2 separate regions of the Anser cygnoides genome follow, and region 1 is linked to region 2. Evidence: chromatin contacts called from public Hi-C data. All regions are on one chromosome and are shown on one strand. Each heading gives the region's core, a stretch centred on a gene start, on an enhancer-like site or on the middle of the called end of the contact. The rest is flanking DNA. Distances are from core to core; before and after follow the strand shown. Region 1 holds the start of TCEA2 (transcription elongation factor A2). Region 2 holds the start of UCKL1 (uridine-cytidine kinase 1 like 1).

Region 1 (5,937 bases), core at 226-2,725, 140 kb after region 2:
CAAAATGGCACCCCCTCGCTCCCTGGCCAGACCCTGCCAAGGGATGGAGGCTTTCCAGATGCTGCAAAGGCTCCAGACTGTGGGTTGGAGCGCGTCTGCAAACATGGGGCCAAGCCAAGAAGTTTCAAGGTAGCGCCAAGCGTCACGCCAGGGAGAGGGCCTGTAGCTCAGGTTTGGTCCGGGGCCACCGCTGCTGGTTTGTGGACGAATTTAAACGTTCGTCTCGCACATCTGGGGAGCAGCTCTTGCTCGAGGGGCTCCCAGACATTTGTCCAACTCAGCGGGAGCTGCCATAAAGAACAGCAAAGCCAGTGGCTTTGGGTACCGAAAAGGCAGTTTTGGGGCACAGCCACCCAGCAGTTTTAGCACCAGCCTGTTCAGTGCTCCCCACCTTTGTGTGCTGACCTAAACTCCGTGACTTGCAGGGCTCAGGGAAGTGGTTGAGTCACCATCCCTGGAGCTTCTTTAAAAGACATTTAGATGTAGAGCTTAGTGATACGGTTTAGCGGAGGACTTGTTAGGTCAGAGGTTGGACTCGGTGATCTTGGAGGTCTCTTCCGACCTAGATGATTCTGTGGCTCTGTGGCTGGGGCTGAGCTCAGGGAGCCCTGGTTCCCAGCAGCTAATCCTGCAGTTTATGACCCTGTGGAACAAATATCTGTTCCTTTAGTCGATCCCAGCCAGCAGCTATTTACCAGCACAGGCAGCAGCAGGCAGGAACCGGCACCCAGCGCTCGCTGGGGCTCTTTGCATTGCTTCTCCTTTTTCCTTTCCCCTTGACCCCTCTCCAAACCCCCCTGCCCGGCTGTGCAGGAGGCAGGGAACTTCTCCTCCTGCCGGGAGCCGGCTGGGGACAGGGACAATGTTCTGCCGGCCCCAGGAGCCGGCTCCGCGCCGCTCCCCCCGGGGCCACCCGGGCGCTGCGCAGCGTGCGAGTGCCACCTACAGGGGGGCTCCGGAGCCCGGCCTCGTCCCCCCCCGGGGCCGTGCTGTGCCCTGAAGCCCCGAAATGTCTGTTTTTAAACATGGGATGGTGTTTACGCGGCCCTGAGGGAGGGCAGCAGCGGGGTTTCAGCTGCGGGCGTTACTGGTGTGGTGGTGGAGGGGGTGATGGAGGTGTAGGAGGTGTAGGACGTGGTGGCAGTGGAGGAGCTGTTGCCCACAGCCCCAAGGGACGCCTGAGGGCCGGGCCCACACCCGAGCCAGGCCAAGCGGCCGGCCCAGCCTGCGGCACCCCCGAGCCAAACGCGCTCGGTCCCCGCCCGCTCGCTCAGCCCCGAAATGGCGGCGGGGGAGACACCGCGAGGCTCCCTCAGCTCCGGGACCTGCCACAGCCCGCGGAGCGGGCGGACTACAACTCCCAGCGCGCCCCGCGCCCACCGCTCTTCGGGGGGCATGCTGGGAGCTGTAGTCCCTTCGCACGGCCGCAAGCAGGGAAGAGGCGGGCGGGAGCCGCGAGGACTACAAGTCCCGGCGTACCCCGCGCGCCGCCCGCCCGCTCCGGACTGCGGTACCGGGGCTGAGGTGGGCACCGGGGCGCCGCCGCCGGCTTCCTCCCCCCCTCCCCCGGTCCCCCCGTCCCCGGTCCCGGCCGCCGCGGGGAGCGGAGCGATGGGCGGGGAGGAGGAGATCGTGCGCATCGCCCGGCGGCTGGACAAGATGGTGGCCAAGAAGAGCGCGGTGAGTGGCGGCGGCTGGCCCCAACCCTCAGCCTCGGGGAGGGGGGCGCCTCCTTACCCCCCCCACCCGCCGCCGCCGCGGGTTTTGGGGCGGGGGGGCGGCTGTCCTGAGGGGAGCCCCCCTCCACCCCGGCCCCGTTGTCTGAGGGCATCCCCCGTCCCCAACGGCCACGCCCCCGCTCGGTTTTGGGGGGCCCTCCCTTCGCTGCGAGGCCCACGGTGATGATGGTGGGGGCACAGAGCCCCCCCCCGTTACCCCATTACCCCATTACCGTTGGGGCGCAGACCCCCCCATTACCGTTGGGGCGCAGACCCCCCCCTTACCCCATTGCCATGGGGGCGCAGCCCCCCCCCCCCCCATTTCCCTGGGGGCACAGACCCGCCCCCACATTACCGTGGGGGTGCAGGACCCCCCCCTGTTACCCCATCACCCTGAGGATGCAGACCCCCCCCCCATCACCCTGGGGATGCAGGACCCCCCCGTTATCCCATTACCATGGGGGCACAAGACCCCTTCCCCCCCCCATTTGGGGGCACAAGACCCCCCCCCCATTACCATGGGGGTGCAGGACCCCCCCCCAGTTACCCCATTACCGTGGGGGTGCAGATCCCCCCATTACCATAGGGACACAGACCCCCCACACACAATTACCCCATTACCCTGGTGGATCAGACCCCCCCATTACCACAGGGATGCAGACCACCCCCCCCGTTACCCCATTACCATGGGGGTGCAGGACCCCCCCCCCCATTACCATAGGGATGCAGACCCCCCCCCATTCCCGTGGAGTTCCCCCTCCCCAAGCTGGCTGCAGGGGGTGCCCCCCTCACCCCCACCTCTGCCACCGTGCTGTTCGCTGCCCGCTGCTGAGGGGGGGCTCCCTGCTCCCCTGTGCGGGGCTGTGGGAGCCCTTCAACCCCACGTTGCACCCCCACGTCTCGCCCACCCCCAGCTCAGCACCCTGGCGAGCATCCCCAGCCCTCCCTCCCCATCGCCTCGAGTAGGGGGGGGACCCTTGCGCATCCCCCCCTCCCGGGGCTCTTTGAGTCGTTCCCTGGAGGAAATCCCGAGATTTGGGATTAGGGAACGTGGTGTTTGGGTTACGGGGCGCCGGGTGCGGCTGCGCTCAGGTGAGTTTCTGGGTGCTGGGCTGCAGAGCAGGTGAGCGGTGGCACTCGTGTAGCTGTTGTAAGGTCCCAGGGACGCGTGCCGGGGCTCAGACACAGCCCGTGATGTCTGCTCCTGTCGATGGCTTCGCCGAGAAAGAGGCAGCTTCTTAAAACGAGCGGTGTGCGACCTTTCCTCCTGGTTGGCGTTTCGTCTGGTGCTGAGCCACCGCGTGTTCACTGTCCGCCGGCTAATTTGCAAACTCTTCCTGCAGGGCGGTTGCCTGGAGAACCCGTTTGTCGCTCTAGTTTTTGTGCGGACCCCCGTTTGCTGCCGTCGGCCCAAGCGGCTCCATTTCCGATAAGGGGATCGGGAATCCGCCAGGTCGTTTTGGGCGTGAAGGGCTGGATTTAATGCAGTCTGCCTCCTTCCTCTCTGGGTACTGTGCGGAGTGAGTTGCTGGTGTGCACACTGACAGCTTTCCCTTTGCTTTGGTGTTCTCAGCTCTGCTCTGTAGGGTGGCTGGCTGGCTTCCTGCAGTGGATTGGGAGCAGCCCTCCTGCACGGGGAAGACAGTCTGGCTGTCAGTGGGGCTCCTTCGTGGCGCTACAATCCCGGGCCCTGTAGGTCTTGCACTGCAAACGGGCTTGGAGTGGTTGGTGTTTGAAACGAGCTTTTAAACGTGAACGCTGGAAAGCCTTGTTTGATAGAAAGGGAACAAGGGGAAGGAGCCAGCTGGATGGAGACAGGCGTATTCCAGGCTGAACTGCCGCCGAGGGGAGTTTTGGCTGGTGGTTCTCTGCCGTTTGTCTCTGACTACCAATTTTAGGGATCCACAGATCGACCGGTCGGGTACGTTCTGCATCTGGGTTCCTGGATGCAGAGCTGCTGCGGGGAAGCCTCGTGCGATGAGTTTCGAGTGAGCGGCTCCTTCGCTTTGCTGCTCGAGGGGCTTTGCTCCCGGTATCACCCCTAGTGCTGGGCAGTGATCTATCAATAGAACTACTAGGACGTGGCTACGCTGAGTTTCGTGTGGTAGAAAGAAGATTCCTGCAGCTCTGTCGTGACTTTGAGGTTTAGGTGGGTTCTTGCAATTCTGCCCAACTGTTTTTGCAGACTAATATCATTAATCTAGGCCCGCAAAATAGTTTGTTAGTAGAATTGCTCGTGCAAACTGAGTGTGTGCTGAGGGGACGGCTCTGATTCAGAGTGTATTTTTCAGGTGTTAAAGAAAATAAACTTGTCATGTAGAGGTAATGGCCTGATGCTCAGTAGTCTTGAAGGTGTTTTAAGGAAGGTTTTCTGCTTTCGCTTTGATTTCACCTTTCTGAATTTATTCCCATCGTGTTAAATTTCTTAATTAAAACCTGAGGCACTCATTCTCAGTATCTCTCTTCCTCTCCAGGATGGTGCGATGGATTTACTGAAAGAACTGAAAAGTATGCCCATGACTTTGGACTTGCTGCAGGTGAGTTGCACACTTAGGGTACAAAGCTGAAGTCTGCCTCTGGACAAGCACAGCATGCTGTTTACGTGGGCTTCCTAGATTTCCTCTGACTCTTTGCCTCTCTCAAAGCATCAAAATAAGCATTACATCTAGAAAATAGTACTGAACCTGCGCTTTGGACTGGCAATGGGATAGCTTTGGGCCACAACGTGCTGCCTGAGTTTTGTGTGTAGTTGGTCAGACATGCGGGTAGCTGCTCAAATCCTTTCAGGGATCTCCAAAAGGGAAGATGAGATTAAAGTAGCAAACACAAAGGGCAGTCGGGGAAGTTCTTTAAGTCTTTGTGATGGTGATATTCAGGACACTGGGGAGGCGTGAAGAGAATAACAATTCAGAGATTAAGATATGCATCTGGGATTTTTTCACTCTAAACTAGAATGCTACTTCCAGGTGTGTAGAGGAGGCATTTGTGAGTGATGCCTAGCTTGGATGCTTAGCTTGGGATCAATTTTAGCAAGCCAGGGTCAGTCATCTTGTTCTTCCAGAGCTGTAAGTATCTAATCACTCTGGAAGTGCTCGGATGCTACATATCTCAGTCGTTGCTTTGACTATGTTATGGTTATTTCTGATTTCAGTTAGTAACAAATAACGAATCTGTTCTTGAATGATTCATCTGAATGTTCACTTGCAGTCCACCCGCATCGGCATGTCAGTAAATGCACTGAGAAAGCAGAGCACAGATGAAGAAGTGATAGCGCTTGCCAAATCGCTCATCAAGTCTTGGAAAAAACTTCTCGGTAAGAAAATCATCGTGTTCCTGTCAGATTCAACTTGCAGAGGCGCTGTGTTTCTCAGGAGAACTTATGGATCGATTTACATGGAACATTCTAGCAATTCAGCCTGTAAAATTGCACTGTCTTTTCAGTTTCACCTACAGCCATGCATAGCTCTAGATTGCATTCCTGTTGTCAACCCAACGGCTAGCTTTTCCTGGAAAGAGCATTGAAAGCTTAGGGCTACTCTTACTGTGTACCTGATCATACAATAATTAGTAGCATTAGTTGTAGAAACAATATCTGTACTCTGAACCCTCCACCCCCATTTATGTGCTACGTGGTATTAGTGCAGCGTGCACTGTTGACCTCTGCATCAGCTTAGGAAGAGAAAAGCTGGAATGCATTTTGGGTGATGAGTTGGGGAAGGATTTTAATTTTACAACTTGCAGACAAATTCACGTTGACTGTTCTCTGCTGAGGAGGCTTTCGTGGTGATTGACTCTGATAAAACAGAAGCTTGTAATTCTCTCTGAGTAATCCTGTGCTCATATAGCACCAAATGTCGAAATTAGTGGTAGAGGGCTTACAGTTATTGTCTTAATGATTACATTTGTGATAAAAGACTGAGGCATCGGCAGCGCTGAGTTTGGAAGGACAGCCATACATGTGTCCTGCTAGCAAAGCAATATTTTCCAGTCTATGCCAGTGGCAAAGTAGCCCCATGTGAAACTCAGACGCTCTTTACGCTGACTTCTTGGGCAGCAGTGCGTAACAGGCACGTGACGAAGTGTTTGAGGCTAAGTGAAGTGTATCTGCACCAGACAAAATGCTCCCCGTTTTAACAGACCAAATGAGTTAGCAGCAGTTTTCTTCTCCCGTCTGGGACTGTCCTTTCCACGCTGGGGCTGACGCATACTGCCTGGGCTG
Region 2 (6,278 bases), core at 1,911-4,410:
CAAGCCCTCGAAACTCAACACCCCGGGGTGGCTAAGAATAACGCCGCCGCCGCCGCCGCTCGGGGGCCTGGCCGCCTGCACTCGCAGCCGTCCCGCTGCCCCCCTTCGTCCCCCCCCCTCCACCAGCAGCCCGCGGATTCGTTTTCCTGCGGCGCCTGAGAAATCGCCCACAAAGTCACGGCTGCCTCTGTGCCCAGCACGCAGCCGGCACATTTTTTGGGGGACCGGGGGCAGCGGGGGCGATGCTCGCCCGGCACCAAGCAGGGGGAGGCGCGGAGCTGGGCCAGGACCTTCCTCTGGCCCCGAAGCACCGGGGGGCGCGCTCCGGAGGTGCGGGGGACGCCGGTGTCCGTGCGTCCTGTGCTCCCCAGCCGGCAACGGGACCGCCACAGGAGAGCCGGACCCCGAACCGGGTCTCAGCGGCTGCCTCCTCGCCCTACAACACCGAGCTGGCCCCCAAAGAGCGGGATTTGACCCAGGGGAACGAGAGGCGATGCGGCCCCGGCCGCTGCCCCGAACGAAGCCAATTAAACGACCGAGGATCAAAGGAGCCTTTCCCGTCCCGCGATTTTAGCGCGAGCTCCCCTTTCTCTGGAAAAGCGCTTTCAGGAGTTTAAAAATAAAATCCTCTTCCGCAGCGATTTCTGCTCTTTCTCAAAAAGAAGGAAAAAAAAAAAAAAAAAAGGGACCAGAAATTGGAACCGAAGGAGCCCTTGCCCGTGTGTCACTGCTCCTTATCGCATGCTCCCTGGTGCCTTTTTTTTTTTCCTGCCTTTGTTTAAAACCTCCGAGCGGCGGCACCGATGCTTCCAGCGGCTCACTCGACGTCCCAGCCCAGCTCCCAGGTAGGAGGGGAATTACCCGCGCCGATTTTTAATCCCAGCAGCAAACAAAAGCCCCCGGGGCTCGGCGTCCGACCGCGGGCACCGGGCGCTGCCACGGCTGCCGGCACGGCGAGGGCGCTGCGGGCTGGGCCCTGGGCGTGCTCCTTCGCTTCCTGGTTCCTGAGCTCTCACGCAGGGCGAATGTTTTCGGACTTTTTCCTTCCTTCTAGAAGATTTTTTCAAGCGCAAATCCAGTCTGTAATCGCAGGGCTCAGGGAGCTGGACTTAACATCGCAAGAAAAAGGCAACGTGGCGATGGTGGATGAAGGTGTGCTGGGGCGGCCACTCCAGCTCCCTTCGCCCCGCGAGGGAGGGCTGAAGGAACAGAAGGCTGAAGGAAGTGTTCAGCCTAAAAACCAAATACCTTAAATAAAAGAGCAAGCGCGAGCCGGTCCAAATGCGTAAAGGTTGCTGCGGGGGGCAGAGATGAGGACGTTCTCCACGAGAGGCGGCGCAGACCTCGGGACCTCGCCTCTCCCGGGGTGCCGGGATGAAGCAGAGCCGCCGGCGGCTCTTCCCCTGCTGCTCACCGCAACCCAAACGTCGCCATCGGGTCCCCGGGAGAGCTCAGGGGATGCCCAAGCCGAAGACGAGCGGTGCTCGCGGGAGGATGGATCGGCTCCGGTGCCACCCCTGGGTGCAGTTTGCTGGGCTCTGCCTGCCGGCACGGGGTGGCTCCGAGGCTCCTTGGGATTTGGGGAAGGGCCACGGCAAAGCACTGAGACGACTGAGACGGGTCCAATCCTTCCCACAGGGAGCCGTGCCGGCCTCAGGGCGTCGCTACAGCCTGGCACACGGCAAGGACGCTCGCCTGCGCCCCGCGGGGCTGCGCTGCCCCAGGGCCCCCTCGTCTGAGCGCTGAGCGGGGCTGGGTCCCGCCTGCCTGCCAGGCTGGGGAGCAAACCTCTTGGAGGGAGCACGCAAAGAAAGGCGCTGGGAAGCCCAAAGTGCCGGGACAGAGGTGGCAGCGTGGAGATGGAGGCAGCTGAGGAACGGAGACAGCCCCAGGGGCACGGGGTGCCCCTGCAAACCCGAGCAGCACCGAAGTTGGTGCCCCCACCTCACCCCACGTCTCGCACAGGGACGGACGCAGCCCCCCGCGCTTCGCGGAGGACCTCAATTACCCAGCGGGGCAGGGGGAACACCTTCCTCTTCCAATCCCATTAGCTCGCCGCTATTTACACCCGGTGCAGGCAGCTCCACCGCAGCCCGGCGGTCAGTGCTGGTGGCTTACACAACCCCGCGGTGCCCTGTGCCGCACATCCCGTCCCATCCCATCCCATCCCATCCCATCCTATCCTGTCCTGTTCCACCCCATCCCATCCCATCCATCCCATCCCATCTCGTCCATCCCATCCATCCCATCCCGTCCCGTCCTGTTCCATCTATCCCATCCCATCCCATCCTATCCCTGTCCCCATCCCTGTCCCCATCCCACCCCATCCCATCCCATCCATCCCATCCTATCTTGTCCATCCCATCCATCCCATCCCGTCCCGTCCTGTTCCATCCATCCCATCCCATCCCATCCCTGTCCCCATCTCTGTCCCCATCCCATCCCATCCCATCCCATCCCGTCCCGTTCCATCCATCCCATCCCATCCTATCCCTGTCCCCATCCCATCCCACCCCGTCCCCCAGAAGGGCACCGCCGCCACCCCCACCTTCGGCCCCGCACCCAGGCAACCACTCGTACCCCGACACGCGCTGACCCCTCGCTCTTCCCCAGCCATGGGGCCGGGGCCAGCCGTAGCGATGCCGGGAGAAGCCCCCCAAAAACTTTGGACCCCCCCCCCCCCCAAAAAAAAAATAAATTCGGGACCCCCGCAGGACGGACGGCTCCGCACCCGCGCCCCGGCCCGGGGGCACCGCATGCCGCGGGCACCTCCCGCACGCTGCCGAGGCCGCGGCCTCCCCCCCGCAGCCCCCTCGACACCCCCGGGACGGGAACGGAGCCCCCCGGAGCCCGGTTTAGGGCCGGAGCCCCCCGCTCCCCCCCCCCCCCGTGCCCGGTTCCCCGGCGCTGCTCTGCCCCGGGAGGCCCCGGCGGGGCTGGGGCTGCCTCGGCTCCGCTCCCCGCCGCCCCCAGCCCCCGGGCTGCCCCCCCCCCCCCCCTCCCCAGGCCCCCGGTAACCCCCCCCCCCCCCCCGGTACCTGCCGTCCGGTGCCGCCGGGGCCCCCTCGGCCGCCGGGGCCGCGGCCATGGCGCTACCGGGGAGAGGCAGGGCCGGGAGCGGGGCCGCGGCCGGGGCCGGGCGGGGCGGAGCTGCCGCGGGGCTCCCCGGGACTTGTAGTGCGGGGGGAGCGGGGCCGTGAGGGGCCTTGGGGTGCCGGGGGGCTCGGGGGGGGCTGAGGGGTTGCGATGGGTGCCGAGGGCACGGGCGGGTGCGTGCTGTGGGGCCCGGGAGCTCCCGGGTGGGCTCCATTGGGGGTGCTGTGGGGCTCCTGTGGGTGCTGAGGGGCTCGGAGGGGGGTGCTGAGGGGCTCGGGGGTGCTGTGGGGCTCCTGTGGGTGCTGTGGGGATCCAGTGGGTGCTGAGGGGCTTGGAGGGGTGCTGAGGGGCTCGAAGGGGGGGGTGCTGTGAGGCTCTGGTGGGTGCTGTGGGGCTCCTTTGGGTGCTGAGGGAGGCGTGTGGGTGCTGAGGGGCTCCAGTGGGTGCTGTGGGGCTCGAGGGGGTGCTGAGGGCTGAGGGGGGGGGGTTCCGTGGGACTTGTGTGGGTGCTGTGGGCACGGGTGGGTGCTGTGGGGCTCTGCTGGGTGCTGAGGGCACGTGTGGGTGCTTTTGGGACTCAGGTGGGTGCTGTAAGGTTGGTATGGGCGCTGTGGGCACAGGTGGGTGCCGTGGGGCTCCAGTGAATGCTGTGGAGCCCGGGGGGGTGCTGAGGGCATGTGTGGGTGCTTTGGGCACGGGTGGGTGCTGTGGGCAGACCTGGGTGCCGTTGGACTCCGTTGGGTGCGGTGGGGCACAGGAACGCAGCCGAGGGGCGCAGCAGGCGATTCCCGCACCCTGGGGTGCACGTTAGGGTGCCTGGGGGGCGCAGGGGAAGCTCAGGACCCGCGCCCCCCTCCCCCCCCCGTCACGCTTCAGGGTGGTCCCTCGGGCTCTGGGAAACGCGGGGTTAGCGGTCAGCAATCAGGGGCTGCGTCTGATGTTCCTGATGTTCCTTTGGGAGGCTGCCAAAAGAGACATGAGGAAGCGCAGGGGATTTGTTCCCACGCCGGGAACGGTGGTGGGGTGACGGTTGCGGGGCCGCTCCTCGCCCCCGGCCTGGTTTTGGGGGGGCACCGCTGGGCCCCTGCTCTGCCACACAGAGGGCTTGAGCCAGTGGCACAAAACCCGTCTGTCCCTGGGGGTTTCCTCGGCCGGCCGTGCGCGAAGGAAGGACAAAATGGAGCCGATCCTCAGCGCGCCGCTGGGAACGTCGCAGCTGGACGCGTTCTGCTTCCAAGCACCAGCACAAAGCTCCTGGGGGAAAAGCAGGAGCTGAGCTCGGAGATCGCCCGCCGCATCCCCACCTACACGGCTCAGAGCAGGGGCAGCAAGTCCTGGCACTGCCCCGCGGGGTCCGAGCTGCCCCATGGCAGCCCCTCGCAGCTCCAGAGGCGGCTCCGGGAGCATTGGGCGCAGGGCATTCCCCTCCTGCGGGGCTTGGGGTGCTGGGGCAAACGTTTTAAGGTGATTTTAAGGTGTTGGACGCAGAGGAAACTCAACCAAGGGAGCCCCTTCACAGAAGCAAACCTCCGTGCCCGTTAGGGATTTCATCACCCAGGAGGGGAACGGCAGCGCTCGCCTTGCCCGCTTCCAGCAGACCCTCACGCCAAACTGCGAAATAACGATGATGATAATAAGAATAAAAAATCAATAAACATTTATTCGATACAGCTGTTTTTAATACATACAGTACATAGAGTTATCCCTCCTCGGTGCTCAGCGGCGCTGTGGTTAATAGCTGCTTGTTACAGTACTCTCAAACTGAGGATTTGTCAATGATTAACAAAAGAACAGATCGTCACAAATCGGGAGTTTATTATAAGATAGTTTACTGTTAAAACAATTTTATTTTTTGCAAATAAACACTTTTTAATATATATATTTATATATTTATATATATGGTTACAAGTGATAAATTGAAAATTCTTTTTTTTTTTTTTTTTTTTTTCCGTTTTGCTTTTTTCCCCAAAATACACTTATGCACTAATAACTGGCATCGACGAGAAACATTCGGATATGCCGTGGGATGGGTGTCACGAGGAGAGAAAGAAAAGAACAAAACGGTCCCGGCGTTCACGTGCGCTGGCGGCCTGGCCCCGGGGGATGCTCGGTGCCCGGCGGGACCCCGGGACCCGCAGCGCTGGGCGCGCGTGCCGGTGCGGAGCCGACCTTGCCGGTGCGCCGTGTTTGTTTCACGGCAAATTCTGGCGCCGGATGCTGCCGGAGCCGTTTTTGGGGCCGGCTCCGTGCGAGGGATGGGTCAGAGCCCGCCCGGCCCCAAGCACGTGGAGGGTTTAGCCCTTGCCTTGGTGATGTGCGGGTGCGGGCGGCGTGAAGATGAATTTGGGCAGCCGGTGCCACCCCAGCCCCAAACTGACACCGTGCGCAACCAGGGCAGCGGGTCGGCCACCTCCCCGGCCCGACCACGTCTCCAAATCCCAGCAGGAAAGGGGATGAAATGGCCGAGGCCGAGCTCAGCGCTGCGCCAGCCTCGCCCCACCGCCCTGCTGCCCCCCACCCGTTCGGTTTCAGGCACCCAGCAAGCACAAAGCGGCGGCACCGCGCGCCCTGGGGCAGGCAGGTGCCGCGATTCCTGTTATTGCTTTGGAGGTGGGCAGCGAGGGGCGAGGAGCCTCCCCCGGGCAGGGAGGGAAAGAAAAACGCCCACGGCGAAGCAAAGCAAAATGCCCTCTCTGCCCTCGTGGGAGGACGGCGCTCGGGTGGACCCGGGACACGAGGGACCCGGGACACGAGGGACCCGGGACACGGGGGACCCGGGACACGAGGGACGTGCGCTCACTTGGCTTTGAAGACTTGGACACAGCAGGCTGGGGGCTGCCGCACAAACCCGTCTCCTTCCACGGATGCTCTGCCCCTCGCCTCCCACTTCAGCCCCATCTCGCTCGGGGTCCGAGCCCCAGCCGGGAGCTCCCGGTGCCGGGCCGGGTTGTGTCCTCACCGCCGGCTGCATCGGCGCGGCCACGCTTGAGAAGAAATATATCCCTATGCTTTTATGGCTGTTAACGCTTTTCGCAGCTCTTTATGGAGAAGAAAGCAGTGGGAGAACGTATTCCTCACCGAGTAATGACTAGTGGGGGGAAAAAACCACCAAACCTTCTAAGGGAAAAAAAAAACAACAACCCTGAAGAGTTCAATTCCTCATCAAAATTTCCTTCTGACCG

The links. A called contact is a pair of places that touch in the nucleus more often than the background predicts.
Region 1: a Hi-C map of liver shows a contact between it and region 2, with 3 times the contacts expected there. The contact joins the promoter of TCEA2 here to the promoter of UCKL1 in region 2. A contact is called at or near these places in 3 of 7 Hi-C or Micro-C datasets (granulosa cells and liver).

The regions. Positions count from the first base shown.
Region 1 is chr16:1,980,742-1,986,678 of Taihu_goose_T2T_genome, forward strand. TCEA2 (transcription elongation factor A2) reads left to right here and starts at 1,476. Exons shown (of 10, transcript XM_066978209.1): 1 at 1,476-1,680; 2 at 4,193-4,255; 3 at 4,926-5,031. The coding sequence starts at 1,612.
Region 2 is chr16:1,838,867-1,845,144 of Taihu_goose_T2T_genome, forward strand. UCKL1 (uridine-cytidine kinase 1 like 1) reads right to left here and starts at 3,161. Exons shown (of 15, transcript XM_066978607.1): 1 at 3,039-3,161. The coding sequence starts at 3,088. The region is part of intron 1 of LOC136786525 (a long non-coding RNA gene); the gene reads left to right. ZNF512B (zinc finger protein 512B) reads right to left here. Exons shown (of 15, transcript XM_066978604.1): 15 at 4,737-6,278.